7 separate regions of the Mus musculus genome follow, and regions 1, 3, 4, 5, 6 and 7 are each linked to region 2. A link is a contact called in public ChIA-PET, HiChIP or PLAC-seq and promoter capture Hi-C data. All regions are on one chromosome and are shown on one strand. The core of a region is the stretch at or near the end of the contact, and the rest is flanking DNA. Distances in the headings are between cores, read along the strand shown. Region 1 holds the start of Psmd5 (proteasome (prosome, macropain) 26S subunit, non-ATPase, 5). Region 2 holds the start of Rab14 (RAB14, member RAS oncogene family). Region 3 holds the start of Rabepk (Rab9 effector protein with kelch motifs). Region 4 holds the start of Fbxw2 (F-box and WD-40 domain protein 2). Region 5 holds the start of Gapvd1 (GTPase activating protein and VPS9 domains 1). Region 6 holds the start of Hspa5 (heat shock protein 5). Region 7 overlaps Gapvd1 (GTPase activating protein and VPS9 domains 1).

Region 1 (2,700 bases), core at 118-2,617, 330 kb after region 2:
CTTTTTAAATCTCATCAGCTCTAGGGAAACGTGTGTGGCCACTCACAACATACTCCTAAGTTTCTCGCAAGCTTTAAGAATGACTGGCTATGTGTCATCTTTTTTTTTTTTTAAACTTCTTTTACAACTACTAAAAGTAGTATAAGGCTGCTGTGTTACTTAAGTGAGTTTTCTTTTTCAACGCAGGGAGCAAAGTGGTCAAATGTCTTCTTGATATAATTCCTGAATGTCTGGAAAATATTATGATCCAAGGGCTACAGAAAACAAGCCCCTGGGAGTTTGGAGGGCTGGGGAGGAGTCTGAATGCCTGGGACTTCTGTTCATAATCACCCACACCTTTAATTCAAGAGTTTTCTCTGCCAATTAGCTTCTAGGCTTCAAGGGTACGATAATCGTGAAGTAACGAAAAGAGAAGACAACGGTTAGTGACAGTTCTCCGTGTGTATGACATAAAATGGGGAAACGGGTAGTTTAACCTTTTCCAAAAGAGTGGGATTAGGGTCTTTGTAAAGTCGCAGAGTTTTATTGTTGTCACCTGAGTCCCTGACATGCACGCGCGAACACACATACAGATGGGCATCCCATCCTTAGTCTCCTCTAAGCTTCCTGGATTTTTGTCTCTTTCCGTAAAAGAACAGGAAGCCATGCGTTCCAAAACAGACTCATCTCCTTGGCACAGGGGACCAAATGAGGTCTACAACTCTGACCAGACATTCCAACGGCTTGAAATAGTTGGTTGTCAACTAGCTTTTAATGGTTCTTCTCCAACAACCCCGTGTTTCGCAGATGGCAGCGATTTTTAAGCTTCTCTCCCTCTCTCTCTCCTCTCTCTCTTTCACGAAATATATATAGCTTGTCCTTGACCACTGATTTCCATCAGACACTTCTGTGTGCATTTGGTCTCGGAGTCTGAGGCCAGCCCCTCCATGGCCTGCTCCTTCTCTCCGCACTAAATGCTATGTCTGTCCTTCGGTGATTACGTCACGCGCAGACTCTGGAAGATGCCGAAAACTTCCTGCACATCGGCCCCAAACTTCTCTTAATCAGGCCTTCCATTGGCTGACAGACGTCAAACCGGCGCCCCACGTCCAAGTTTTCGGGGACCATGTGCCTCATCTTGATGGCCACCTGGCCTCGGACTCGGGTTCAGTCATCCCGGTTCCGTCACGGAGGCCTCTGCGGAGAGCGTGCACAAAGCCTCTTGATCCCCTGGGCGGTCTCAGTCTCTTAGTCTCCCGGCACGCGCAAGACTCCGGGCCCCAAAGAAAGGGGCGGGGACCGCGTTGAGAAAGGATCTCGCGAGACTTGACAGATCTGCTGGGAGGCTTCGCTCCGTAAGATCTCGCGAGATTCAGAGAGGCGCTCTGGGAACCTAGTAGGTGGGCGGGCAGACGGGAGCCAGGGAGATGGCGGCGCAGGCTGTGTCGCTCCTGCGGGAGGTGGCGCGGCTGGAGGCGCCGCTGGAGGAGCTTCGTGCGCTGCAGTCAGTGGTGCAGGCTGTGCCGCTGCACGAGCTTCGCGAGCAGGCGGCGGAGCTACGCCTCCGCCCGCTGTTCTCCTTGCTTAACCAGAACAATCGGTGAGAGAAGCACCGGGCTTGGGCGGGTAGGGATGGCTGCAGGGGTCTTTCGGAGAAAAGTCCAGGTTGTCCAATTGCAAGATGTCCACAACTGTGTGTTGCCCGGGTCTTGACGGTTCTCCTCTCCGGAAGGAATCTTCTGCTGATATTGTGGCGGGGTCCACGGCACGCCTTTTAATTTCAGTATCCAGTGAATGCTTGTCCAGTGGAATTAAAATGTACGGAATAACAGATTTGTGAGACAGCAAAACTTTAAACTAGAAACAACCATATTAATAAATCATTAAGGACATAAATTATTGCTGCGTAACGTTGCGCGGCCGATCTGTGTATGTATGAAAGTGTTGAATGTAAAAAAAAAAAAAAAGGAAAATTGTAAAGCTTATGTGTAAATTAATCCACTATATACCCCTTACAAGCGAGAGTAAACTGCATAACCCAGGATTATATGTAGAAGTTATTAATGTGCAACTGGAATTAAAATGTTAGGATAGCAACTTTTGATGAATATGCATCTATAGCATTAAATTAGAAATGTCTTGTATTTGTTAACTTGATCATTTAATGTGCTTTTTGTATTTGAATTTTAATTTGAAAAGATAGTGAGCTCCAGTCAGTCAGCACTGAATGCTTTCAGTGCGCTTTCTTACCTCCCTTCTGCTACATCTCTTACTCCTGCTACGTCTGCTAAGTTGGTTTTAACAGTCAGTATTTTAGTGGTTATTTTCCTTTTCTGACTAGCCCTCACCCTGCAACCAGAACTAATGTCTCAGGTCAGTTGGCTTAGCTTGTCTGTGGAAATCATGATTGTATAGTTTGGTATTTGGGCCCTTCCTGGTAGCTTTCCAGTCTGCTTTTCCAGGCTACTCTCCTTCATTTACTCCACTGAGCGCATCTGTTCCACTACCGTGTTACCATCACTAACGTTCCTAGAGCATGACTTGGCACTTTCTGAACTCCTCTCACACCAGTTCTACTGACTGTGGACCCAGCCCATGTGCCACCTCCCCAAAAAAGTCTTTCTCCAGCTGCAAGTGGCTCTTCGTCAGACACCATAATGACATTATCATTTTTCTGTTTATAATTCTGGATACCTTTCCCTTGTTATAATTCTGTGTGTG
Region 2 (2,700 bases), core at 53-2,552:
AGGAATTAGATATCACATCCTTACTTTGGAGAAAAGTCTGAGGACCTGAGAAAGTAAATGACATGTATAAAACTGTTGTCTGTATCATGTATTTATCAAAACAAGAGATTTTCAAACTGCTATGTATTTTTCTAATGACATCTCACTTTCCTAAGGCAGAACCAGTTTACAACGAAAGGTTTTAAACGCTTAGAATTGCGACTTTTCTTTGGGGGTTCTGGAAAGGGCCATTTTATCCACTAGGCATGGTAGGGATAATGGTTACAGTCCATAGTCCCTTCAGAGACACACAAGATATGTACCAAATCCTTTAAAATCATGGGGGGAAACCTGGGTGTGATGGTGCATGTCTTTAACCATAACACGGGAATACAGAGACTGGCAAATCTCTGCAAGTTAGAGGCCACCCTGATTCACATAGTGAGTTCCAGGGGAACCAGAAGTACATACTGAAATCCTGTATTGAACCCCACTCCACTCCTCAAAAAAAATCAGGAGAAAAAAGGTCAACTTCTATGCTGAAAAAAAAAATTGCTTTGCTTTGCGTTATTAACATATCCATCCTTGTGGCAATGTAATTGTAAAATATAAATTAAACGTAAATGTAAGATAAATAACGTAAATGTCAAATAAATAATAAGATAAAAAAAGGAAATGTAAGATAAACGTAAATGTAAGATAAGTAAATCCACATCCAGGTTCTACAAGGCAAAAAGACGAAAGACCAAGAAAGTGAAACTGTTGCTTTCACCAAGGTGTCTTGGGAAGGTGGGAGTGGGAAGTGTCTTGGGAAGGTGGGAGTAAAAATGTCAAGTTTCCCTCTTCCTGTTGCTGGTGTCCGCAAAGCAAGGTTAAGCTAGACAAAGATGAAACACAAGAAAGGGCCACCTCCTAGCTACATGATTATACAAATGGGTTGGTCAATGTGAACCACCCTTTTGCCTCTGATGGCACGAGAAGCGTCTCTGGGTGTTGGCCAGCCTTGTTCCTACTAGTCTCCAATTGGTCTGTAAATGTTGAATAAATGCAGTAAATACGTGTGTGTTCCAGAAGCCGGTATACAGAGGCGGCCCAGTGATAAGCAGTTACGCGTATTAAAAATAGTTAGGTCTCTAACGGCGACAATTCTGGACAGACACTGTCAACCCTTAGAAAACAGCGTGCGAACCTGCGCAGTAACTCCGCCGGGAGGCGTGGCACACGACTACGCTTGCGCAGGCTCCTTTCCCCGCCTCCTTCAGGCGTGAGGACCAGTGGGGGCGGGCCGAGGCCGAGGCGGGTCTACTCCGGAGGGGCGAACTGACGAAGGGGCGTGGCCGTCAGGTTAGTCTCCACCACCCTCTTCCGGGCTCCGCTGGCTGCGCGCGCATCCTCCCCCCTTCTTTTGTGGTCCGGCCCATTGCGAGGGTGACAGGAAACCCTGTGCAGGGAGCGCCGCCATCTTGGGCCAGCCCGAGGAAGATCCTGAGGGAGCCGCAGGAGCAGCCGCCGCCGCCACCGCGACTGCCACCCGAGTGTCTGCAACCTCCGGCCAGCCCGCCTACCTGCCAGGGCCTCGGCTGACGGATTCCGGCCTCCCTCCCGCCGCGTCCGCCCTCCGCTTCCTCGTCCTGACGTCCCCCTCCCGTCCGGAAAGCTGCCCAGCCACCAGCAACCCCCCAGGTAACCAAGGCCTTCCGCAGGGGCCGCCGGAGCCAGCCTCCCAGCCCGGCCCTTCCAAGGGGCGGAGGCGAGCCGAGAGGTAGGCGGGCGGCGTCCCGGGCTGGGCCCCGCAGGCCGCGGCCAGCCCGGGGGTCGGCGGAGGGCGCCGGCCTGACAGGACTCCGCGGGGCGAGCTGTCGCCCGCGCCGTCCCGGGCGGCTCGCGCTCCCTGCCCGCAGCCGGGCTCCGAGGCGTGCAGGGAGGGTGTGTTCCCACCTCATCCGTCCGACCTGCGGGGCACAGCCGCGGCCTCCGCAGGCCCGAGTCTCGCCGCCTTTGCCCGCGGCTGTAGAACACCCCCGCAGTGTTGCCCCACGCGTGGCGCGCCGGCCTGCCACCCACGAGCCCCCAGCCGTGGCAGTCCCACCCTACAGGGCCTCAACAAAAGGCAGCGCTTCGGCGTCTCGGGCTGGCTCCCGTGTCCTTGTAAGCCACCGCTCTGTCGTCCCGGCTGAGGATTGGGCGTGTGGGACTGTGCGCGAGGTTCTCCGAATCCCTGTAAAGTCCCTGGCCAGCCTGCACTGGTTGGAACCTAGACAGCATCTAGAAAGAACGAAGGGAAAAAGTTTGGGCATCTCGAGAATTTGAGAAAAGACGATGGAACGGGAACGCTAAAACTCCAGTGTGTGCCAGACACGGGTTTAGGTGTCTTCACACATAGCTTGCTTGCTTCGAGTGCCTTTTGAGAGTTTTCCGCATTTTTTTAATAAGGGGCGAGGGACGGACCGAAGCCAGAAGTTGTCCTGTAGCTGAGTAATGATGGAACACAAATGATGGCTTCTCCCTATCCTGGCTGGTATGTTTTGTACTACAGTACATTCCACGAGGGCTGAGATACACAATACTGGATCGGTTCAGAGAGGAGACAACTGAATTCCATTTTCTCTCCATTCACACTGGGTGAGAACTGATAAGACCCAAAATCTATCATGTCAGCTGCTACTCTGGCAAATGCTCCTTGGAGGAGAGGTGGTGGTAGCATGTCCTCCGTATTTGTGA
Region 3 (2,700 bases), core at 95-2,594, 400 kb after region 2:
CATATGGTGGCTCACAACCACCCGTAATGAGATCTGACACCCTCTTCTGGTGTGCCTGAAGACAGCTACAGTGTACTTACATATAATAAATAAATCTTAAAAAAAAAAAAAAAAGAAAGCAGAGTGAGTGCATACCTCTAAATTCTTTGGCAGTCTATGGGAGCTTTCTGATAATTACAGGCAATCACAAAGACTCAGGTATTGGAAATATAATGGCAAAGTTGTGAAGAGAGCTGTAGCCCAATTTTACTTTGTCCATGAATTTTGGTTATATTTTCAAGTAACTAAATAAATAAATTGGAGTGGGAGCATTGTAAATCTTTTCTGTAAATCACAGCATTTGTATGGTGGAGGCAGCAGAATCAGGAGTTCAAGACCATCCTCAGGTATACAGTGAGATGGGAGGCAAGCCTGGACTGCATGAGACCCTGTCTCAAAATTAAAACCCAAGTTTTTCTTTTACTTGCACTAGTAAATTCTCTAGACAGCTGTGTTCCGATATTGCTATTCCCATTCTATCTATGAGTAAACTAGGGTTCAGAGAGGAGCAGACTCGTCAGACATTTCCCATTTAGTGCGGGAGCTTGTTTGAAGCCAGTCTGTCTTCCCTCTCCCACTAAAGACACACTACTTCTGTTTCTAGGCTGTCTTGAGTTCTGAGGGAAGTTAGTGAGCTCAGAGTATGGTACTCTGTTCACACATAGGCACATAGGCGAGCTATCTTTGTTTTAGGAAAGTCACGGGGCACCTATAGCTAGGACATAGATCAGAGAGGATGCAGATGAAGCTGTCAACAGAGGTAGTTTGTGTCTAGATAAAAATAATCACGGCTTTTACAAAGGACCAGCTCTGGGCCTCCATAAAAATTCCCGACTACAACCTCTATGGAAATCTTAAAATTTGTGTGTCGCTGAGAGAAGACACCAAAAGTATTAATAACTTTCCCCAAGAACATACAGTGTCAATGAACTTTTTATTCTTCAGCGTTTACAATAGGACCTCCTAGTTGTCCTTCGTGTTTAATCTCTCTGCTCAGCCTGTGAGCTCCCGGAAAGCCCAGGGCCTGTGGTCTGGAACGTGCTGTAACCACAAACAGCGATTATGGAAATAACCCGCTTTAGGATCCACAGTTTGAACCAACCTCAAACCTGCACAGGCAAAACCTAGCATCCTATGGCATGCAGGAAATCTCACTCGGGAGCCTGAAGCAGAATTCAAGGTCAGCCTGGCTTACGTGAGTTCCAACCCATCCTTCCCCTTCAGAAGTCACTACTAAGGACTGCTGTAACAAACTCCGTCGGGACCCGAAATTGGAGTTATGGACCGGATGCCAACCAGTACGCAGAGTTCCGGGAGGCCCTGACTAAGTTTGGCGCGTAGTCCCGGAGACCCGGAGGCGTAGAGCGGTTGGCCTGGACGCGCTTCCGGGACTGGGGAAGAGGACGGGCTCCTAAGCTCCGCCCCATGGGTGGAGCCACGTCCAGGACATGCGGGGGCTGCGGCAGGTAATAGGTGCTGGGCTGGAGGTCTCTTAAGGCAGTAGGCTTGAACTGGGTGGGAGGGGTAGTACCCATGGTCTCCGGCCGGTCAGTTTTGGGGAAAGCTGGCAGCCATTTCTCCCTGACCCCGACTTCTTTCGCGCGGAGATGTGGCCGGCAGAGGGGACGCAAAGGAGGTGGCTAGGAGAGTCCCCGCCACGCCGGCCCCTCTAAGCTCTGGGCTGACCCTGTGGTCATTAGCCTAGCCCGCTTGTGGGCCTCATCGGCCCAACTCTCCTTTAATTCCCTTTCTTCATTCGTTTGTCCTTCACTTCTACACTCTGCAGGTCCATTGGTAAGTTATCGGAATGAATCAGAAGGCCGGACATGCTAACATTTTGGAATCTAGTTTCGATACTTTTCTGTTACTTTTATTTTGAGACAAGTCTCACTGTGTAGCTCAAGCTGGCCTCTGCTGCCTCAAGCCTCTCTAGTGCCATGTAGTGCACCACCATGCCTGGCCGATTACAGACTTTTAAATAGATAGTTACATTCAGGGATGTAAGGGTGTAGTTCAATTGGTAGACTGCCTGCCTATCGAGAACTTAGCCCTGGGTTTGATCTCCAGAAGGCATAAAAAGGTATGGTGGTGTTTGCCTGTAATTCCAGCTTTTGGGAGGTGGCAGCAAGAGAAGCAGAAGTTCAGGGTCATCCTTGGCTACATAATGAGTGGGGGCTAGCCTAAGGTACATAAGACCGTGTCTCTAAATGAGTAATGAGTTTAAAAGAAAAGATAATTACGTTCAGAATGACTCCTGTAATATGGTGGTTAAATGGATACAGTCATATATATTGTGGTCTAAACCCAAGTCCTGATTAAGCCTTCCTGCCGAGGGTGTATGTGATGTATATTGCTAATCCCTGAGGCAGGAGCAGTAACTTGAGAGACTGGAAAGGGGTAATCTCTTTAAATAACCTTTGAAATTTTCTGGGACTTGAACCCAGAGCTTTGCCCATGCTAAACAGACACTCTACCACAGAGCCATGCCAACTCCTTGAAACTGGCTTTAAATATCCACTAGCAGTGTGAAAATTTACAGGAAGGAAAGATAGGGGCGGCAGTAATTACCACAGAATGCTTGTTAATTTTATTAAATTCCCACTGGGTGAGGCAGTGCAAGTTATGAAAGTCAGAGGAGCAACAGAAAGCCCAGTATTGCAG
Region 4 (2,700 bases), core at 114-2,613, 370 kb after region 2:
GCCTTGTTGCTCTGGCGGCTGCTGTAAAACAAGGGAAAACAGGGCAGGTGAGATGGCTCAGTGGGTGAGAGCACTGACTGCTCTTCTGAAGGTCTTGAGTTCAAATCCCAGCAACCACACGGTAGCTCACAACCGCCTGTAATGAGACCTGACGCCCTCTTCTGGTGCGTCTGAAGACAGCTACAGTGTACTTATTTATAATAACAAATCTTTGGGACTGAGCGAGCGCCGGTCTCACATAGGGAGCGGGGTTGACCGGAGTGAGCAGAGGTCCTAAATTCAATTCCCATCATCCACATGAAGGCTCACAACTACAGCGTACTCATACGCATAAAATAAATAACTCTTAAAAAAAACCCTAGCCGGGCGTGGTGGCGCACGCCTTTAATCCCAGCACTCGGGAGGCAGAGGCAGGGGGATTTCTGAGTTCGAGGCCAACCTGGTCTACAAAGTGAGCTCCAGGACAGCCAGGGCTACACAGAGAAACCCTGTCTCGAAAACCCAAAAAAAAAAAAAAAAAAAAAAAAAAAACCCAAGGGAAACAAAAGCTTTAAATAGGAAAAACAAAAACAAACAAACCAAAAACTGGGCAATGATGGCGCACACCATTCATTAGTCCCAAGCTATTGGGAGAGGCAGGCAGATCTTTGAGTTCAAGACCAGCTTGGTCTACAGAGCGAGGTCCCGGTCAGCCAGAGTTACAGAAAAACCTTGTCCCATCAAACAGACAGGCAAAGCTTTCACACAGCAGCATTTATAGAGCTTCTTGCTTACCACTTCTATCTGGGGGGACTAAAGGCTTCACGCTAGTTAGCTGATATGTAACAAGCGCTTCGGAGAACAGCTGTCTCCGTGGCTAAGTGGCCACGTTTGGACAGCGTGCATGTATGTCCTGGGATTCGAGCTTAACCCAGCCCCTACCCAACTCCCTTACCATGTTTTGTCCTTGCTTCCTGCAGTATACTTTGTTATTTGTCCTGTCTTCCTCCTACGACTAGACATAGACCTCGCGCAGTTAGGGATTTGTTCAGCTGTGTCAGAATCGTGTTTGGGAGGTGCCAGGTGTCAATGGGCTGTTTGAATATCGTCACATGTGGATTTGGAGCCTTAGCCCTTTCTCTCCTGTGAAATATTACCCTAACTTGGTTAAAAAAAAAAAGTAGATGAGGAAAATAAACATTGTGCAAATCTAGAGGTCCACCTTGCTCAGGATCATAAGGTGTAAGCGCAGACGGTGGTACAGCACATGTTCGGCCCTTTTCCACAGTCGGGGCCATTCTTTCCCAGGTACTTGGAGGGCAGAGACGGAAGTAGAGCCGCTTCCGCCCGACGCTGGGCGCCGGAATGGCGCGCGGAGATGACGCAGCAGCACCGGAAGCCGCTCCCCTGTGAGGCTGCGGACCCAGAGCAGCGGCCGTAGGTCCAGGTCTGTATTTGCGATTGGCCGGGCCGGGCTGGACAGGAATCCCCAGCGCCCGCGGCGTTACTGACCCGCCGCCCCGGCCTGTTTTCTCCCTTTCCCCGCAGGCGCCATGGCTGTGGAGCGGACCCGGCCGCTGCGACGCTCTGGCGGCCCGAGCGCGCCTAGTCGGTGTGAGCCCGGCGCGAGGTCCCGGGCCCCGGGGCGCTCGCTCAGGTCAGTGCCGCGCGGAACACGGCTCCAGGAGCAGGGGACCAAGGGAGTCACGAACGGGCTGAGAGACTCGGAGTTAATTTTAGACAGGAAAATTAGAGCTAAGAGTTCCTGCCTTCTGGTGCTTCGGTTTTTCCTAGCCGCGAAACGAGTTAACATTGATGCCCCAAGGCTAGCACTTTAATTAATTAAAGATGATGAAATGTGGACAGGTGGTTTATAAAATGCAGAACGTAGTAGTATGTGTAGGAAGGCACCATGCTTGTGTGTATGCCTTGAAAACAGGTGTGTATTTGAGATGATGCTTCTTTTTAAAAGGGGAGAAATGACAGTATTAGTACTACATTATAACAGTAACTGGCATTTATTGTAGGCTTATAGTGTGCCAGATACTGTACAGAACGCTGTTTAACCCTAACAATCTTGTAGGTAAAACAGTACCAGGCGACAGTTTACAAGTGAGGAAATTTGGCTTGAAACACAAGAAATGATTTGCCCATGGTTACCCAACAAGTGAAATTTCAGAGCCCGTGTTTTATAAACATTATTTGTATTCTTTCAAAGGTTTAAAAGATTAGTCTCTAAATTAATGGCTTTTAGGCCAAGGGTGGTTGTGGACTCCAGCAGTCCCAGCACTCCAGTCTTGTGAATTGTGAGACCAGTCTGGGCTTCACTGCAAAAGCCTGTCTCAAAAAACAAAATAAAACAAAAAGCAAAACAAAAAGGAACAGTAAAAACAATTTTCTAAATATCACAAGCAAAAGGAGGAAAAGATCTTTACAATAGTGTAGTCACATGGTTTTAAATACAAAAAGATGTTTTGTTAAAAGGGACTTCATCCCTTTTCTTTCCAGTTCTCTCTTGAAGCAATATTTAATCAGCTTCCTCAATATTCACAGAATACTTTTCTGTACACATAATCCTCTGTGTAGACCAGACTGGCCTCAAACTCACAGAGCCTGCTTCTGCCTCCGAGGGCTGGGATTAAAGGCATGTATCACCACGCCTGGCCTACCTTTTAACTGGTTGTGAAAGGGGAGGCAAGGAGACAACCTTCCCAACAACAA
Region 5 (2,700 bases), core at 140-2,639, 450 kb after region 2:
GTATATTCATTTATGTATTTACACATTTATACATTCACACAATTTATTTGTGTGTTTGTTTGTTTGTTTATGGGGGGCAAGTTTTTGCCACAGTGGTGGTCAGAAAATATTGCAGGAGTCATTTATCCTTCCTCCCCTATGTGGGGTGTTTGGTGTCAAACTCTGGTGGTTCGGTTTGGTGGCAAATGCCTTTACTTGAAGGTTTCCTTTTGTGTCTTTGAAAGCCTTTCTTCAAGCTGGGCAGTGGTGGCACAAGCCTTTAATCCCAGCACTTGGGAGGCAGAGGCAGGTGGATTTTGTGCTCTGGAGCTCTGGAGCCTTTGAACACAATCTTCTGTTCAAGGGGGTTTTCCCTTATGCAGTCTACAAATTTTATATCCTCCCCCTCTCTTTTTCTGGATTTTTTTTCTTTTTCTTTTTCTTTTTCTTTTCCTTTTTTTTTTTTTTTTTTTTTTTAAACAAGATTTCTCTGTGTAGCACTGTCCTGGAACTTGCTCTGTAGACTAGGCTAGCCTTGAGATCTGCCTGCCTGTTTTTGCCTCCGCCTGCCTGTTTTTGCCTCTTGAGTGCTGGGATCCTGACTCATCTACCTTGGAATCTAGTCACAGCCAAATCTCTTTTCCTTTCTTTCTTTTCTTCTTTGGCCTTTTGAGACAGGGGCTCTGTATAATCCTGGTTATCCTGGAACTCTGAGATTGGTCTGATTTTGCCTTCCAACTGCTGGGATTAAAGTCATGGGCCACAAAACTCAGCCTAGGTCTTGATTTCTTAATTCAATATGGTCTCTTTCTCTGGAATCTCATAACACTTTGTAATTCTTCATAGCACTTTGTAATTTAGTTTATTGTTACAAAACTCAATCTATGGGAGATACTCTCCACTTTATATTGTAAATTGTATCCACTTGCTTTTTCATCTGGTTGGTGCTTTGTACAATGTAACAGACCCGACTGATAATCTTTAATTGAACTCTGTTGAATGGCAACATGGTACCAAAGACATTTTACTTGATACCCACAATGCTATTGTAACAAAGTAGCAAATAGGAAGCAAATTGTGACAAAAGAATTTCCTTTTGAGGCAGGGTCTCAAAGGATAGCTCCCGCTGGTCTAGACATCCTGTGTAGCTCAGGCTGGTTTAAACTTTTGTCTAATTCTGAGACATTTGCTTCAGCCTCCCAAAGGTTTTAGATTACAGGTGAGAGCTACCATGCTAGTTCAATTCTGATGATTTTTAAAGGAGGTGTATGGAAGACGGGTGGAAAGCTGTCTGGGATCTGATTTATGTTTGAATAGTTGGGAAGATGAGTTTTCACTTCCCCCTCCCCCCACCTTGGGGGCGGAGCATGAGACTCGTGGTGTTGCAGGATATATTCATTGTCTTCAATATTTTAAAGGGCTGTCAAGTGGGAACCAATTCTCCTTGCTTCCAGGCAGAATAACTACCTGCAAAGGGAGGAAAGACAAGGGAAGCAGATTTCAGCTCAGCAGAAGGCAGAACTTTCTAACATTTAGAGCTGTGCAACAGAGAGGAGCAGGCTGTACTCCTGAGAGGTAGTGAGCTGATACTGGAACATCCGAAACAGAAGTGAGACGTGGAGGCCATTCCTGCTTGGGTGGGAGCTGCACCGATGACCTTTAAGGTATGTTCTAGCTCTAAGGTTTCTGGGACTGTTCACTTCTGCTAACTTGACGCGTCCTTTCATTTTTTTTTTTTTTTTGAAAAAACAAAACCGACCTAAGCCTATTTAATGTAACACAGTTTACAGTTTATTTAATGTAATGTTATTTTTAAATAACACAGTTACAATAAAAATCGACAAAACGAGAAGTGGGAAATTATATTTATAAGTTAAAAATGAAGATACCGTCCAATTGGCATAGCTTTTAAGTGAAAGGGGAAGAGCGAGAGAGAGAGAGAGAGAGAGAGAGAGAGAGAGAGAGAGAGAGAGAGGAGAGAGAGAGAGAGAGAGAGAGAGAGAGAGAGAGAGAGAGGCTGGCTATTGGATGATGTTCCGAGCAAGAGAGGAGTGTCATTTTTCTTCCACCCGTCTTCTCTAGCACCAGGTACACGGAGACGTGAGGGCGGAGGATCGGCGTACAGGTCCTGGCAAGGCGGTTCGCGACCGGGAGCGGAAGGGCGGCCGTGGTCCGGACCACCGATCCCAGGGGCCCCCGCGGCGCCGCGCACGCGCACTGCTGAGGGGGCAGCGCCGCCGCAGGAGGCAGGGAAACCGACTGGCGATCTGTGGCGGCGGCTGGGCGGCGGTGGCAGTTCGCAGCGAGGGCGACGGCTCCGAGGCCGAGAGGCAGTCCAGCGAGGACCTGGGCGCCGTCCTCCGCATGACCTCACCGGTGAGTGCGCGTCCCCGGCCGGTCCGCACCGCGTGCCCCGCCGTCTGGCCTAGCACCGCAGCCCGCGCCTGACGGCCGCCCCGCCCCGGGCCCCGGGCCTGCCCCGTGCCCGGCGTCGCTCGGGTGGGAAGCCGCGCGGCCGGGCCCCGCGAGAGGGGTGGCGGCGTGCGGGTTCCGGCAGCCTGCCTGAGGCGGCGGGGACACAGGGCGCATGGGGGGGATGGGGTGGGAGCGCGACGGGGCGGGAAGGGGCGCAGTAGCGCGGGTCGCCTCTGTGGGCGTCCGGGGCAGGTGGGCAGCCGAGCCCGGGAGGCCAGGAGCGGACCGAATGGCTTGGGAGCGCCG
Region 6 (2,700 bases), core at 172-2,671, 430 kb after region 2:
ATGGTGGCTCACAACCACCCATAATGAGATCTGACACTCTCTTCTGGTGTGTCTGAAGTCAGCTACAGTGAAATTATGTATAATAATAAATAAATCTTTAAAAAAAAATTGAAAGGTTTCAAACCATGAAGGCTTCCCTACACAAGTCATCGAGGGGGAGCAACAGCAATCAAACACTCAACACTGTTTCACACGTTATTCACCTTCTTTCCCAAATACGCCTCAGCAGTCTCCTTCATTTTAGTGAGAACCATGGCAGAAATTTCTTCTGGGGCAAATGTCTTGGTTTGCCCACCTCCAATATCAACTTGAATGTACGGTTTAGTTTTCTTTTCAACCACCTATGGCATAAAGTAATTTAAAGGTAATTTTTCCGAAGAGGAAACAATGACACCACAAACGATTTAAAAAAAAAAATCCATTTCCTCCCTCCCATAGCTTGATTCATCTCTGTCCCTTAGGGGGAAATCACAACTAAAACTGAGCACAGCTGTATTGTAGATAGATCGACAGTTTTAGTCTGTTTCAACTTCTAGACATTGTTAACAGTGTGTCATGTTTTATAACACACTAAAAACGACTAGATGTAAAACCGTTACATAAATTCCGAACACATTCTTTTAAGTCCTTTGAACAGTGTTTTTGGCCAAGTGGCAACCCCTAAATACTCCTATCACCCCAGCCGCCCCATTAGCATGAGAAAAAAAAAACGGGTCCGACCTTGAATGGCAAGAACTTGATGTCCTGCTGCACCGAAGGGTCATTCCAAGTGCGTCCGATGAGGCGCTTGGCATCGAAGACCGTGTTCTCGGGGTTGGACGTGAGTTGGTTCTTGGCCGCATCGCCAATCAGACGCTCCCCTTCAGGAGTGAAGGCCACATACGACGGCGTGATGCGGTTGCCCTGATCGTTGGCTATGATCTCCACGCGGCCGTTCTTGAACACACCGACGCTGACGGGGAAACCCCACAGAAAAGGAATCAGCACCTCACTTTCTCACGCTGGCCCCGGAGGCCACGCCCCACTCCTCCCCACCCCCTCCTCCTTCGACGGATACCACTTACCAGGAATAGGTGGTCCCCAAGTCGATGCCGACCACCGTGCCCACATCCTCCTTCTTGTCCTCCTCCTCGGCCCGCACCGCGCCCAGCAGCAGCAACGCCGCCGCCACCACAGTGAACTTCATCATGCCGGCGCTGAGGACCAGTCGCTCAGCAGTCAGGCAGGAGTCTTAGGAGTCCAGCAACAGGCTGTGGCCCCGAAACGCGACGACGGTTCTGGTCTGAGGGCGACAGGGGCCTCGGGGTCAGGAGGAGACACGAAGCAGACTCGGAGCAGGCCTAGCAGCAGGCCGCGGCGCTTACCTCACACACACGCAGAAGCCCAAGTGTCCAGGTCAGTGTTGTCTCGGCCAGTATCGAGCGCGCCGTCGCCGACTCGCCTTATATACCCTCCCCACAGCCCCGTCGTGGAGGCCTCCGATTGGTGAAGTCGCTACTCGTTGGAGGCCGCTGATTGGTCCATGCCACCAAGCTGGCTGCTGCCGATTCGAAGCGGCCTCCTCCGCAACTCACGTCATTGCTACGCCCCCCGGGCTGACTCATTGGCTACTGGTCATTCTTAACGGCCACCAATGAGAGGCAGCATCCGCCCTGAGCGCTGGTCCTATTGGTTCAGCAGCTGCCTGTCCTTCGGGTGACCTCTCACCCCGAGACCGTTTCCGCCGGTAACCGTTCAGGTCCTCCCCTCACGCCAGGCCCCCGGGGACTGGAGTGGGGTCTGCGTGTCAGTTCCCTCGGGGTCTCCTTTTCTGTCTCTCACTCTGAAGAAGTACGCGGCCTTTCTCCTCCTCGATTCCCCGCGTCCTGAGCTGCCCGGCCTCAGCTGTGATCGCCCTCCCCAGCCTCCACACGTTCTCGGATGTCCCAGAGTCCAGGCCCTGTTACTCGCCCGGCCTGCACGTCTCGAGCTGGGGCCTGATCTGGATTCTGCCTCGCTGAGAATCCTGGTGCTTCTCAGCTAACCGTGTTTCTCCTTCACCCCAAGGCTAGCCGTATGTGTCTTTCCAGGCCTTTCGAATCTTCCCTTTGCCGGGGTTAAGTCCCAGGATTGGCCTGGCCAATTGTAACCTATTCCCTTTCTCCGCCGCGGAGATTCAGTACTATGGTCAAACGAGCACTTTCCACCATGAGATGTATCTTTTCTTCTCTCTCTCTCTCTCTCTCTCTCTCTCTCTCTCTCTCGTAGCGCCTTATTGTTCGCTAACCTGTTCTAGCATAGCATTTCCATTTATGACACTGGTTATTATTTATAAGTCCTTCCTCTTTCCCTCTTCCTTCTTGACACCACCCTATTCGACTCTTGGAATAGGGCTGATAATGCTAAAGACGTTTAGCAGACAAAAAAGTCTTGCTGATGCTTTACTCTTTTATAATAGTATGTTGGGGGACAAACAAAACAAGTTACTACTTGAGCTTATTATGTACTTCATTGTTTTGTTTTATGTATTTTGAGAGGCATTGTACACAGGCCCAAGCTGGTCTATAACTACTGATCCTCCTATGTGTTTTCCATGTGTCATTTATTCATATTCAAGTCTTGGTACATTTTTCCCATTTTCCAGAAGAGACCATTGAGACCAAGAGCGATTAAATAGCTAGAATGGTCGATTGATAAGTGCTGAGAATATAGTTAATAACC
Region 7 (2,700 bases), core at 134-2,633, 490 kb after region 2:
TAATCCCAGCACTTGGGAGGCAGAGGCAGGTGGATTTCTGAGTTCGAGGCCAGCCTGGTCTACAGAGTGAGTTCCAGGACAGCCAGGGCTACACAGAGAAACCCTGTCTTAAACCTCCCCCTCCCCCAAAAAAAAGACAGATAAGTCTTTTGGGTTAATTTCCTGTCAAGTCTCTTTGGAGCATAGCATACGGTCTCCATTTGTAGTGAGCTTATTATCTTCTTGAGGCTAAAATCCCGAAGAAAACATAGCCTACTAGAATACTAAAGATCTTTAAAACGAGAGCTAGAGGTGTAAGGTGTAGCTATTGGTAGAGCACTAGGTGTGCGTGTGCGATGCTCTAAGAATCCCCCTCAAGCACCACAGAACCATAGAAGACGATGGAATGAGTTCATCTCTGCAAGCCTTAACTCAGTCGCAGAGGATAGCCAGGCTTTCCTTTGTAAAATGTCAGTTTATTGTGCTGTGACATTCAGAACCTTTTTAGAATATTGTTTTGTGAGTTCTGAAAGATTTCATACAGCCATATAATTACCATCTCCATTTTCTTTTTATGGAAAATATCAACCAAAGACAACAGGGAACTCATTGTACCTGGCCCTAAGCTTTAGCAACTAGACACACATGGCCAGTTTTGTTTTTCCATTCTTCCACTGTCCCTCTTCATGCCTAGACATGTTCCAGATATTCTTTTTTCTTTTAAAGTTTTATTTGTATTTCATGTGTATGCGTATCTGTATAAATATATGGGTACCACATATGTACCTTGTATCTGCAGAAGTCAAAAGAGAGCATTGGAACCAACCCCTGAAATTATCCTTATAGACACTGAGTCACTGTGAGCACTGTAACTGAGCCTGGGTCCTCTGCAAGCGCAGTAAGCGCTCTTAACTGCTGATTCACTCTGTAGGCCTTTATTTGCAGTTTGTTTAATCTGTAAAAGGTAGTTTTTACTTGTAACTATTCTCAAAATTTTTTCATGACCTGAAATAGTTATTCTTTTATTAGATTGAACCAAGTGTAGTATAGAATTCCCATCTGGAGTATTTTTTCTTCATTTTTATTTTTTATGTGTATGAGTGTTTGCCAACATATGTATCTGTGCACCACTTGTGTGTGGTAGCTTCAAAGGCCAGAATAGAATGTTGGATCCTCTGGCACGGGGGTTAGAGCTACTTGTGAACTGCTATGTAACTGCTGGGAGTTAGACCCAAGTCCCCTGAAAAGGAGGCAGTTTTTAACTGCTGAGCTGTCTCTTTTCATCATTATCTGTTAAACACAGGTATATAATAATATTCCATTCCTTTCACTTGTGTTTCAGTAGTGCATAGAGATTTCTCAATTGGCTTTGTATTACTCTTTCCACGTGCCAAAGCAGTATTGTTCTTGGCCACAAGCAGTATTTGCAGTTGGCTGAGTGCTATGAAGGAGCCATATAGTCTCTTGCAAATGTATTTAATGCTTTGAATTTGTGGCTATTAGGCTGGAAGAAAACATGTTTGGCTAATATAACTTTCTGTGGGTATGTTCTCCGGATTTTTATAGTCCCTGTAGGACTATAAATTTTATAAAGGTAAAAAGATATCAAGGACATAGGTAAGATTTGCTGAGAAACCTTGGTGAAAATAAATTGGCATGAGGACCTGGAGAGATGATTCGGTGGTTAAGAACACTGTCTGCTCTTCCAGAGGTCCTGAGTTTGATTTGTAGCAGCCACATGGTGGCCTACAACCATGCATAACATGATCTGATGCCCTCTTCAGGTGTGCAGATGTACATGTAGATAGAGTACTCATACATAAAGTAAATAAATCTTTTAAAAAAAAACCCCAAATTGACAGGAACCTAAAGATGTGTTTTCCCTGTGGAGAGATAGAGTTAAGCAGGAGGAACTTAATGAAAGGGAGGTTGTGGGGCTGGAGATTTCTTCCCAGATAGGAGTACTACACTTACTGCTCTTGCAGAGGAGAGGATCCAAGTTGAGTTTCTAGGATCTACATGGTGACTCACAGTTGGCTGTAACTCTAGTTCCAGGGTGTTTGATGCCTCTTCTGATCTGCTCCAGCTCCTACATGTGCATGGTGCACATAACTCAGGCACATATATACATATAGACTAAATATTTAAAACAAAATAATGAAAGAAAAGGAGGTTGTGCCAGTGTCCCCAACTGGGAACTTTGTGTTTTTAGTTTCGTGCTTAAATGAAATGATTGCTACCTCAGCCACTTTCCCGTGTTAAGAGTCTCTCTCCCCTCTTTGCTTTCTTTCTAACACTTTGCTCTCACTGGTTACAGGTGCAGCAGCAGAGAACGTGTTAGGTAGTTTGCTGTGCCTTCCAGGTTCAGGGTCAGTTCTCCTTGACCCTTGCACTGGCTCTACCATATCAGAGACCACAAGTGAAGCTTGGAGTGTAGAGGTATTGCCAAGTGACTCAGGTTGGTATGCTGTCATTGTTTACTTTTTCCTTCTGTAGAACTTTAATGTGTAAGGTGTCTTAATTTTTATGTTACGTGTATTTTGCCAAATGATATACATTTATATGTTTTTCTGTTTTGTTTTTTGAGACAGAGTCTGGCCCTGGCTGACTTTGAACTTAAAATCCTCCTTCCTCAATTTCTAAGTACTAGATTCTCAGACATTTACCTCAGCACCTGATGACTCAGTATAGATAAGGCCAATATCAGACAGTCATACTGTT

What was found. Promoter capture Hi-C pulls out the DNA fragments that hold promoters and counts their contacts. ChIA-PET counts read pairs in DNA pulled down with a chosen protein or histone mark. HiChIP or PLAC-seq counts read pairs in DNA pulled down with a chosen protein or histone mark. Capture Hi-C pulls out chosen DNA fragments and counts their contacts.
Region 1: a contact with region 2 is called in an RNA polymerase II ChIA-PET map of effector CD8 T cells, with 493 read pairs. The contact joins the promoter of Psmd5 here to the promoter of Rab14 in region 2. A contact is called at or near these places in 11 of 39 promoter capture datasets (the HPC-7 cell line, cranial neural crest, embryonic stem cells and 6 more), 7 of 484 Hi-C or Micro-C datasets (CD4 T cells, cortical neurons, embryonic stem cells and 2 more), 5 of 115 datasets of contacts at active chromatin or transcription factors (astrocytes, effector CD8 T cells, embryonic stem cells and 1 more) and 4 of 9 other capture datasets (adipose tissue, embryonic stem cells, liver and 1 more).
Region 3: a contact with region 2 is called in a promoter capture Hi-C map of adipose tissue. The contact joins the promoter of Rabepk here to the promoter of Rab14 in region 2. A contact is called at or near these places in 5 of 39 promoter capture datasets (the C10 cell line, cranial neural crest, hippocampal neurons and 2 more), 9 of 115 datasets of contacts at active chromatin or transcription factors (the 230-238 cell line, embryonic basal ganglia, embryonic forebrain and 6 more) and 3 of 9 other capture datasets (adipose tissue, liver and pancreatic islet).
Region 4: a promoter capture Hi-C map of embryonic stem cells shows a contact between it and region 2, with 2.1 times the contacts expected there. The contact joins the promoter of Fbxw2 here to the promoter of Rab14 in region 2. A contact is called at or near these places in 21 of 39 promoter capture datasets (the 3T3-L1 cell line, 3T3-L1-derived adipocytes, the C10 cell line and 13 more), 6 of 115 datasets of contacts at active chromatin or transcription factors (acute myeloid leukemia, craniofacial prominence, embryonic basal ganglia and 3 more) and 2 of 9 other capture datasets (adipose tissue and liver).
Region 5: a contact with region 2 is called in an RNA polymerase II ChIA-PET map of effector CD8 T cells, with 113 read pairs. The contact joins the promoter of Gapvd1 here to the promoter of Rab14 in region 2. A contact is called at or near these places in 5 of 39 promoter capture datasets (the C10 cell line, cranial neural crest, frontonasal cranial neural crest and 1 more), 5 of 115 datasets of contacts at active chromatin or transcription factors (effector CD8 T cells, large pre-B cells, memory CD8 T cells and 2 more) and 2 of 9 other capture datasets (adipose tissue and liver).
Region 6: a contact with region 2 is called in an RNA polymerase II ChIA-PET map of effector CD8 T cells, with 1,750 read pairs. The contact joins the promoter of Hspa5 here to the promoter of Rab14 in region 2. A contact is called at or near these places in 13 of 39 promoter capture datasets (the 3T3-L1 cell line, the C10 cell line, cranial neural crest and 8 more), 1 of 15 datasets of contacts at CTCF or cohesin (large pre-B cells), 6 of 484 Hi-C or Micro-C datasets (CD4 T cells, CD8 T cells, embryonic stem cells and 3 more), 15 of 115 datasets of contacts at active chromatin or transcription factors (the SCID.adh cell line, astrocytes, bone marrow-derived macrophages and 11 more) and 3 of 9 other capture datasets (adipose tissue, embryonic stem cells and liver).
Region 7: an H3K27ac HiChIP or PLAC-seq map of large pre-B cells shows a contact between it and region 2, with 5 times the contacts expected there. The contact joins the enhancer-like site here to the promoter of Rab14 in region 2. A contact is called at or near these places in 2 of 39 promoter capture datasets (the C10 cell line and neutrophils), 2 of 484 Hi-C or Micro-C datasets (neural progenitor cells and neutrophils), 2 of 115 datasets of contacts at active chromatin or transcription factors (effector CD8 T cells and large pre-B cells) and 2 of 9 other capture datasets (adipose tissue and liver).

Annotation. Positions count from the first base shown.
Region 1 is chr2:34,869,629-34,872,328 of GRCm38.p6, reverse strand. Psmd5 (proteasome (prosome, macropain) 26S subunit, non-ATPase, 5) reads left to right here and starts at 1,367. Exons shown (of 10, transcript NM_080554.2): 1 at 1,367-1,579. The coding sequence starts at 1,407.
Region 2 is chr2:35,199,722-35,202,421 of GRCm38.p6, reverse strand. It overlaps Rab14 (RAB14, member RAS oncogene family), which reads left to right and starts at 1,302. Exons shown (of 8, transcript NM_026697.4): 1 at 1,302-1,662.
Region 3 is chr2:34,798,556-34,801,255 of GRCm38.p6, reverse strand. It overlaps Rabepk (Rab9 effector protein with kelch motifs), which reads left to right and starts at 1,344. Exons shown (of 8, transcript NM_145522.4): 1 at 1,344-1,505. The coding sequence starts at 1,488.
Region 4 is chr2:34,824,898-34,827,597 of GRCm38.p6, reverse strand. It overlaps Fbxw2 (F-box and WD-40 domain protein 2), which reads left to right and starts at 1,363. Exons shown (of 8, transcript NM_013890.4): 1 at 1,363-1,426; 2 at 1,528-1,636. It also overlaps a transcript of Gm34653 not described here.
Region 5 is chr2:34,753,921-34,756,620 of GRCm38.p6, reverse strand. Gapvd1 (GTPase activating protein and VPS9 domains 1) reads left to right here and starts at 1,389. Exons shown (of 27, transcript NM_001356441.1): 1 at 1,389-1,643; 2 at 2,062-2,355.
Region 6 is chr2:34,770,811-34,773,510 of GRCm38.p6, reverse strand. Hspa5 (heat shock protein 5) reads right to left here and starts at 1,421. Exons shown (of 9, transcript NM_001163434.1): 1 at 1,365-1,421; 2 at 1,065-1,282; 3 at 721-952; 4 at 204-341. The coding sequence starts at 1,189.
Region 7 is chr2:34,708,849-34,711,548 of GRCm38.p6, reverse strand. Gapvd1 (GTPase activating protein and VPS9 domains 1) reads left to right here. Exons shown (of 27, transcript NM_001356441.1): 12 at 2,297-2,437. Among named protein-coding and RNA genes, the nearest start is that of Gapvd1, 45 kb to the left of the region's middle. Within about 2 kb of position 1,383, at least 7 of the 459 cell types and tissues checked have an H3K27ac peak or open chromatin away from gene starts, as enhancers often do.